Regions from separate parts of the Mus musculus genome. Here regions 1 and 3 are each linked to region 2. A link is a contact called in public Hi-C and HiChIP or PLAC-seq data. All regions are on one chromosome and are shown on one strand. Each heading gives the region's core, a stretch centred on a gene start, on an enhancer-like site or on the middle of the called end of the contact. The rest is flanking DNA. Distances are from core to core; before and after follow the strand shown.

Region 1 (2,700 bases), core at 93-2,592, 190 kb before region 2:
GAAAGGCTCTTCATAAGAGCTCTGGCTTCATTGTCACACATGCGTGAATCCAGGGTGCATTTTTCAGGTTGGGAAATACAATTCTTTGTGGGGCAGGTAACATGATTACATCGCACAATCTCTTCTACTGGAAGGCTGCATCAGTTCCCTGTGTTCTCAGTGAGAACTCGAAGGATGCTCTTGAGATCAGGGGTTCTAGTCCCAGGGATAGCCTTTTGTGCTGGCCTCAGCATCCTTGCATATTAAAAAAAAAAAAGGCCTTAGGCCTGGTGTTCAGCTCTCAAACATTCCACGAATCGCTTTAACAAGCACAGACTTGCGGGTGCTCTTCTGGCACTCCCAGAGAGGAATTTTCCCTGTTGGGGTTGTGTTTGGGGAGTGCTGTTTGGTGTTGCTATATCAGTAGCGCATATCTAGTGCACATATCTCACTGTGGCAGATCCAGATGGGATTACTTTTATTATATTGTTAAAGGAAAATATGTGTACACATATCTACGCAAACACATAGGCACACAAAACCGACCCTTGAGTACCACTAGACCGATGCGGTGGAACATCTTGCTCACCTGAAACAGTCCAGAGTCACAATAACTAATGACAATTAGGCTGCAGGTAGAACTAGATGATAGCCTGCTGTCTAACTTCAGCTCTTTCCTCACCGAGGAACTGAGGAAAGCCATGGTCAGACCCAGCTGGGCAGATAGTTCCCTCATGATGCTGCTCTTTCTCTTCCCAGAACAGGACAGGACCTTTGCAGTACTCTGGACCAGTGTACAAGTGACGTTCTTTAAAGACTGATTTGGAGAATTTGCTAGTGTCATCTATGATTTCACAGCATCACACATTAAAGTTCAGCGTCTTCATCAGCCGTCTTTATATAACTCGTGCTATTTCGAGTTCTACTTGCGAATGCACAGACTCAGGCAAACGCAAGACTGTGGAGAGCCTGGCTTGTCTCCAGGGCCCACTCTCCAATGTGGAATCACTGCCACTTGCCTGTTACAAAATACCTTCTTTTCCTCTCCACACAGCTATGGAAAGGCTTTCCGAGACCACCCTGACTGTTGGAGAGAAAAGGACATCTGAACTGAGTGCTGTCTTGAGAATTATCCCCACTGTGTGGAAACCATTACCCCAGGGGTACATCCTGAGCCTCAGCGGCCAATGATCCCAGAAAGATAGCAGCTAGAAGCAAAACCACGAACTTGGTTCACAGAGATTTCTTGGTGCACTGTCACTCTCCCTTGTTGCATGTATATCACACCATACTCTGGGTTGTGGAGAGATTTGTCTTCCTTAGCGGTAAGCACTCCGTGATTCACTCTTTACCAAGAACTAAGGAAGAGGAAGTTCAGCAAATCCTCCCCTTTAGGAGTTGGCCCAGGATTATGTAAGTGGGTTGAGAGGAATAGTAGAAACAGATGATTTTAATTCACCTCATCTGTTCAGTACCTGCAGCGCAGATGCGGTGTTTGTGAGCATTGCAGCATCTGTTTCATTATACTGTTACCACATCCCTAGACTCTTTCGGCGCATTAGCCATCTTCAAATTGTCTTTCTGAAACATATGTATGCATTTATATATTCCCTCTGCGATGCCTTATTGAATATGATCAGGCAAAATACACCCATTTCTGTGAAATGGTAGAAGCTACTGCGTGTTTCTTTTTAAAACATCGAAAGACATCCTATAATTTTCTTCAATGGGTCTCCATGCCCTTTCCTTGAAAATGTGTGATGTCATTCATTATCCTTACCATCTCCATTACTTTTATTATGATGAGAGTTTAATGCAGGCGATAGGCATCATCTGTCTAAGGTACATATAGCTCTACATAATCTAGCCCAAAGGGTTCCTTTTTAGCTCTGAAAAGGAAATTGTCGTTTTAGCACATGCTATGTAGAATCTTGTTGAGATGCAGCACAAAGGGAACCCTATTAAATCAGGAACCAGCATGCACACTCTGCAGAGGCCCCTCGGTGGAGGCTCATTGGATGATTTCTGCCCTCTCAGGCCACCTCCCCATCTACAGTGTTCTGTGGGACACTGTAGGACAGCATCAGTGCTTGGTGGGACAGCCGACAATCAGAGCGGTGTCATAATGACCACTGCTATGCTCTGTGGGCTATTCTTGCCTTAACATTTCTTAACTCTTAGAATACTTCCTGGTCCTCTACCTCCTCTGCCTATAAAGAGTGAAAGGGGCCCTCTCATGAGACCACCTATTCCTTCCGTTCCCACCCAGTAGAATAGTATTTACAGTGAGCCTAATTTTTCTTATGCCTTTCCAGACCGGACTACTGGACTTCAGAGAGATAGAGAATGAGCCTATATTTATGGGCTTTTAAAGAATTATTTATTTATTTTATTTTTATGAGTACACTGTAGCTCCCTTCATGCATGCCAGAAGAGGATATCGGATCCCATTACAGATGGTTGTGAGCCACCATGTGGTTGCCGGGAATTGAACTCAAGACCTCTAGAAGAGCAGTCAGTGCCTTTAACCACTGAGCCATCTCTCTAGCCCATCTCCTAAGTCCATGGAGTAATGTTGTTTATTCCACAGTGAAGGGACAAGCATGTGAGTAAATGAATGTAGAGAATTTTAAATAGTGTTTCAGTATATCATTTTAAGAGAGCACTTATTAAATAGTAGAGACTCAATAAGTACTGCATTTTGATAATTCAACGAGTCAT
Region 2 (2,700 bases), core at 135-2,634:
GAATGAAACCAAAGAGCTATGAATAAAATACTTCCAGACAGTTTCTTCACCCCACACTTCTTTCTCAGGGTACCAGAGGCAGAGATTATCTCCTAATTTGGTTCCTAGGAAGCAAACTATCAAGAAAGTTGTTGCAGTAAGACTGGTAATGCTACATTAAGAGAAAATGCCCTGATTTTGGAAGGGGTGTGTGGGGGAAATAACAAAATTGGTAAGCAAAATCAGTAATTTCTTTTCATAGTGGAAATCGTCTTAAAAGACCAGAAAAGTAATTCTACCTAAATGAGTAAATGTTATAATTGCATTTCAGTAAAAAGAGTGTTTACATTTTGTCTAATTGGCATTTAAAGAAACCAAAATCATCACCAGAAAGATCGCCACCCACAGAGGCAGCCTAGTGTGCCCTGCCTCACATGTGACCCCCACCCACCTGCTTAAGCCCCGCCTTCCTTCACGCCACAGGAAATTGGGAATCACTTCTGCAAACAAGTAGCAGGAGGAAATGATAAAGACAGGAAGATAAAGAGGAGGAAAGAAGTGGTGTGGAGACAGACAGACAGACCATTTGGGGGAGAGCACACACAGCGTTTTAGATATTGGGGCCAATCTGGCTACAGTTTAGTAATCTTACATTCGTTCGAAAGAAAAAAAAAAGTGGGAAAGGAAGCAAATTAAAAATTCCTGTGTGTTAGTTATAATTCATCTCCACACATATACACAAATGCACAGGTCTCCATAGCTTGTCAAAATAAGGTGCAGGTTAAAAAATAAAATCAGTGCTACATGGATAGCCAACTAAACTCAAACACAAAATTCTTATCACTGTGCCTACTCAACATCTTAAAATTTAGAACCTCTGCTCTTATTCATGGCTAACAACAGCAACAACAATTCAGCTGCTCATGGATCTTTCCAGCAGATATGAAAGGCAACCTCTTAACTAATTAGAATCCTATGCAGCTCTATCCAACCCAGAGTTGCCACCCTCCTCCCCCAGCTGCCCACAGCGGGGGTTCTAACTATCCACTTTCTCGGTCCGGAAATGCACCTTTCCCCACAGGCAGCCACAGCGAAGAGCTAAGGAAAGAGCTGAGCCAGGGATTCGGCTGTTCACAAAAGGAATTCCCCTCCCTTCCCCTCTTTCTCCCTCCCCCTTCTTCTTCTGTCCCTCCCCCGTCATCACTGGTGAATAATATCCCTCACTACCTGCCTTGATCAACACCGTGAGCCCCTGTCTTCAGGCATGCAGGGAATTTAACAGCCTGGAAATTCCTGTTGTCCACTCGCTGAGGTCACAGATAAAGCTAAACAACAGCCGTGGCTCCCATCAATCATAAGTCACTCGCTGGGAGAATGTATGGAAGGAGACCTGATGTAAGCGAGTCACCAGAGAAAATACCCACTGATGACGCATATCCAGGCATAAAAATAGTCACAGGGCCCTCAAAGGGATTATTCAACAGCCTACATTTAGACTTTCTTACAACAGACCTGAAGTCAATGTGCCACAGTAAGTGGCTGAAGTTTAAGTTCAACAGACAGAACCAGGAATAGTTGCTTTAAACATGCTCCCACCGTAACAAGCTGTTTAGTAAGTTTTAGCATCTCTTTCTAAGCATCAAACAGTACCAACCAGCCATCTCACAAAATGCCACAGCATTGTTAATTCTACTCACAACTTTCAAAGCACAATTTCTGCTTATAACACACATGGCCTAAGAACATTAGACTCAAGCAGTCCAGAGATACATTGTCACCACAGGAGATACATAGTCACCACAGGAGATACATAGTCGCCACAGGAGATCCATAGTCATGGCTGTTTCCTCAACTGAAGGTAGGAAAATAGTACAAACTGCAGTTGTGAATCTTTTGTCTCTGGAAAACATGCTTTTAAGTGGAATAAAACTTAATAACAAGGTACACCACAGAAGCTGACATTCTGCTCCCTGTCTTTGCGGTTATAATTGTTCAGAAGTGGTTGGATCATTTATAGGAATAATTATGGTGTGTGTTACATACACCTGCTACATGTGGAACATTTATGTGCTCATTAAGATTAATAGCTCATGAGCATGACCACTGTTCAACAAATGGGTGCATGAAAATAAGAAATGATGAGATCTTAACCAAGCAAGTGACAAAATATTAATGATGGCATAAAGCCTGGATTGTTAGGTTGTTGTTGTTGTTGTTGTTGTTTTATGAGGAGAAAAATATCTTTTTACGTGTATCACAATTATAATAATAATTCAAGTTATTTGTTCCTTTCCCATCCTACTCAAACATATGTGCAGCTTGCAGATCAGAAAAGGCTGGATTTTGACATATTTTCTATCTGAATATCTAAAAATGTTCCCCTCCAAGTTTCCTACGGCGAACAATGAAGGAAACTGGCTATCACAGACCCTAAAATTCAGCCTCAGGATTTGAACACCTCGCCTGCTTGCTATGTCCTCCTCCTTGTTAGCCTTACTTGGCGATTCTCCGAATAATGCAGATTTCCACTGTTGTCATGCAAATTTATCAGCCACACAGAAGGGATCTGTGATAGAGTTGATCTCAGTACCTGATGTTACTGGCTGCCCTGCCTACACGACTAGCAAAGGGCTCTTAGCAACAAGACTGTCACTCTGACAGAGCATTGCGGGCTTTTGTTTTAGAAGTATCTGACTTCTCTGGAACAGCAAAGGTGACACC
Region 3 (2,700 bases), core at 10-2,509, 170 kb before region 2:
AAAACTTATTTTCTGTCTCCAAGTGTTTATCTGCATGTATGAACGATTACCACATGTGTACCTGCTGCAGGCAGAGGCTAGGGTATCAGACCCCCTTGAACTAGAGTTACAAATGGCTGTGATTCATCACATGGTACTGGGAATCAAACTTGTGGCCTCTACAAGAACAAGCGCTCATAGCTACAGATCCATCGCTCCAGGATGGATTCTAAATTTTTCAATAGCTATACAAATAAATCACACCAGGTAAAATGATTCTGGCACTGAAATTGCTTCCACTTTTCACAGAAAAACAAATGCAGGGCGTGTTAATTTTGGCAAATTCATTGAATTAAGAGATACCCAGTGGAAGGCCTCTAGGTGTGTTTGTGAGAATTGACAGGGGAGAGGATCATTTCTGAGTGTGGCTATCATTGTCTCAAAAGCTGGGGTCTCAAATGGAATAAAGGAGGAACGAACAGCTTAAGAGCAATCTCTCTCTCTCTCTCTCTCTCTCTCTCTCTCTCTCTGTGTGTGTGTGTGTGTGTGTGTGTGTGTGTATTTCTGTGTGTTTGTCTATCTGTCTGTCTATCTATCTATCTATCTATCTATCTATCTATCTATCTATCTATCTATCTATCTATCTCATTCTGCTTTCTGGCAGCCATAAAGTAAGATGCTGTGTCATGCCCACTTCACCATAATGAACAGCTACCTCTGAAACCATGTGCCAGAATCTGTCCTCCCTTCTAAAAGGGTTATAATTTCTGGTTCACATCCCAGAGCCTTCTTTCTGTTATTACACCTTCTTCTTCATCACCATTACTACTTGTCTTCCTCCCCTGAGCTCCTGATCAACCTACTGCCCTGCCCCCAGAGTCCAGCTCCCAGAAACCCTCCCCGTTACAGTAAGTAGCTGGAGAGGAAGAATAATAAACTTGTCTCAAACCACTTCAGAAAACTCTATCACCCTTTCAACTTCCCTCTCCTCCCTCCTGCCTCCACTCTGAGCTCTACTCTCTGGCCATTCACTTCCTCTTCCACAACAGACGAAGACATGCTGGAGAACCCCAGGGCAAATCCTAGAGCATACCAGACAAGATATGTCATAAGGAAGACTGTTACACCAAGGTCAAATGCTTACTGACATTTCTCGGGCTCTCGGAACAAGAGTGTGAAATCAACTCCCTGCCACATAAACTCAGCCACAGGGATACTCACCCAATTACCTGCAGAAAAATCTTTGCTCATTGTCTCTAACTTTCACCAATGGGATTTTCAAGGCTGTCTACACAGTGTCCATCTAGTCTGAGCTACACACTGTCCTGCTTTGGTGTAATTACTCCCAGATGACTAGACACAGAAGTTAACTCTGGCAAGAGTATCTTCCCAGAGGAAGGCTACTGAGACACAATAAGGCTTTCCCTCTCTTCCCAGACTCTTTCTGAGGAAAACCCACTTTCCAGACACTTGTCAGCTCATTTCCATTTGCCTCCTCAAATTCCTTGGGATTGTCCTTGGTAATTAATGCCCTGGCAATACTTCTTGTGATGTCACAACAGGGCATGCGATAGCAAGGCCAAGATGTCTCTGTGCATAGCATCTGATCAAGGTCTTCCTGCCGTGTCCAGTCTGAGGAGCCCCTCCAGCTACTGTCTGAGAGAAGATGTTTGTGCTTTAGGGAAATCTGTAGGCAATTTAGAAGTTTGTGCCCGAAGCTCAAATTGTACTCTTTGTTTAAAGTGGGCAAAGCAATGCAATGCCTTCCTTCTAACAAAGTCTCTCGGGTTCTAGTTTCTCAAGTCTGCTTAGACATGTCTAAAAAGATGGCATCGAAGAAGGTCAAGTTAGAGGGGATGCAGCTATGTGACTTATGCAAGCCATTTTGGATTAGAGATACAGAACTAGTCTAATCGTGTAAGCCCCCCAAACTAGAGAAATTTTCCTGCTGAGATCAGAGAGGTGGGTAATGGGGAACACTGATGGTTTTGAAGGTGGAGAGACCATGAGTAGAGTGATACATATGTCCTTTAAAGAATGAAAAGGCAAAAGAGATGATTTTTCCTCCAGAGCTTCCAAGTCATGTGAGCGCCTTCATTTACCCCAGAGTGGGACTTCTCCCCTCTGGACTGTAATGGAATGCACCAGTGCTGTTCTAAACAAAGACCTCTGTGGCAGTTAATTGTAACAGAGAAAGGGAACCAGCTCAGCCCCAGAAACAAGAAGAGACAATCAGGGACTCTTTACTTCTGTGTCAGATTGGAGTAGTAATCACAAAACATCTACCGCTAAACTGGCAGGTATTTCTCAGTACAGTCTGCAACAGCGGCTTGTTAGTTTAACACAGGATCACATGCAACCCAGGATAACTTCGAACTCACTGTGTAACCAAGCATGACCTCAAATCTCTCATCCTTTAACCTCCACTTCCCAAGGGCCAGAATTACAAATGCATGCCACTGTGCCAGGTGCCACTGTCACAAGTGTGAAGAAAATGTCACTTTGGCTCCACATGGGCCCTGCTGCTAACTTTGAGAGTAAACGTAAGTTTTGAAAAGGGAAAGAAGCAAACAGAAATAAAACTGACTGATGCTGGCCATATGATATAGAAACATTCCCTGCTAGAGATTAAGAAACTGGCTGAAGACAGAGATATACTACCTCCCAAGTAAATCTTCAGTGTTTCACTTTTAATACCAGTGTCTTTTAGAGTGTGATGTG

The links. A called contact is a pair of places that touch in the nucleus more often than the background predicts. HiChIP or PLAC-seq counts read pairs in DNA pulled down with a chosen protein or histone mark.
Region 1: a Hi-C map of cortical neurons shows a contact between it and region 2, with 4 times the contacts expected there. The contact joins two enhancer-like sites. A contact is called at or near these places in 5 of 484 Hi-C or Micro-C datasets (Th17 cells, bone marrow-derived macrophages and cortical neurons) and 3 of 115 datasets of contacts at active chromatin or transcription factors (bone marrow-derived macrophages, effector CD8 T cells and microglia).
Region 3: a contact with region 2 is called in an H3K4me3 HiChIP or PLAC-seq map of bone marrow-derived macrophages, with 6 times the contacts expected there. The contact joins two enhancer-like sites. A contact is called at or near these places in 7 of 484 Hi-C or Micro-C datasets (the C2C12 cell line, Th17 cells, bone marrow-derived macrophages and 3 more) and 3 of 115 datasets of contacts at active chromatin or transcription factors (bone marrow-derived macrophages, effector CD8 T cells and microglia).

The regions. Positions count from the first base shown.
Region 1 is chr10:14,208,868-14,211,567 of GRCm38.p6, reverse strand. No RefSeq gene overlaps it. Among named protein-coding and RNA genes, the nearest start is that of Gm51759, 83 kb to the right of the region's middle. Within about 2 kb of position 1,342, at least 53 of the 459 cell types and tissues checked have an H3K27ac peak or open chromatin away from gene starts, as enhancers often do. A contact at or near this core is called in bone marrow-derived macrophages and cortical neurons, where this site is marked.
Region 2 is chr10:14,016,620-14,019,319 of GRCm38.p6, reverse strand. All of the region lies in intron 1 of Hivep2 (human immunodeficiency virus type I enhancer binding protein 2), which reads right to left. Among named protein-coding and RNA genes, the nearest start is that of Hivep2, 52 kb to the right of the region's middle. Within about 2 kb of position 1,384, at least 168 of the 459 cell types and tissues checked have an H3K27ac peak or open chromatin away from gene starts, as enhancers often do. A contact at or near this core is called in bone marrow-derived macrophages and cortical neurons, where this site is marked.
Region 3 is chr10:14,187,605-14,190,304 of GRCm38.p6, reverse strand. No RefSeq gene overlaps it. Among named protein-coding and RNA genes, the nearest start is that of Gm51759, 62 kb to the right of the region's middle. Within about 2 kb of position 1,259, at least 27 of the 459 cell types and tissues checked have an H3K27ac peak or open chromatin away from gene starts, as enhancers often do. A contact at or near this core is called in bone marrow-derived macrophages, where this site is marked.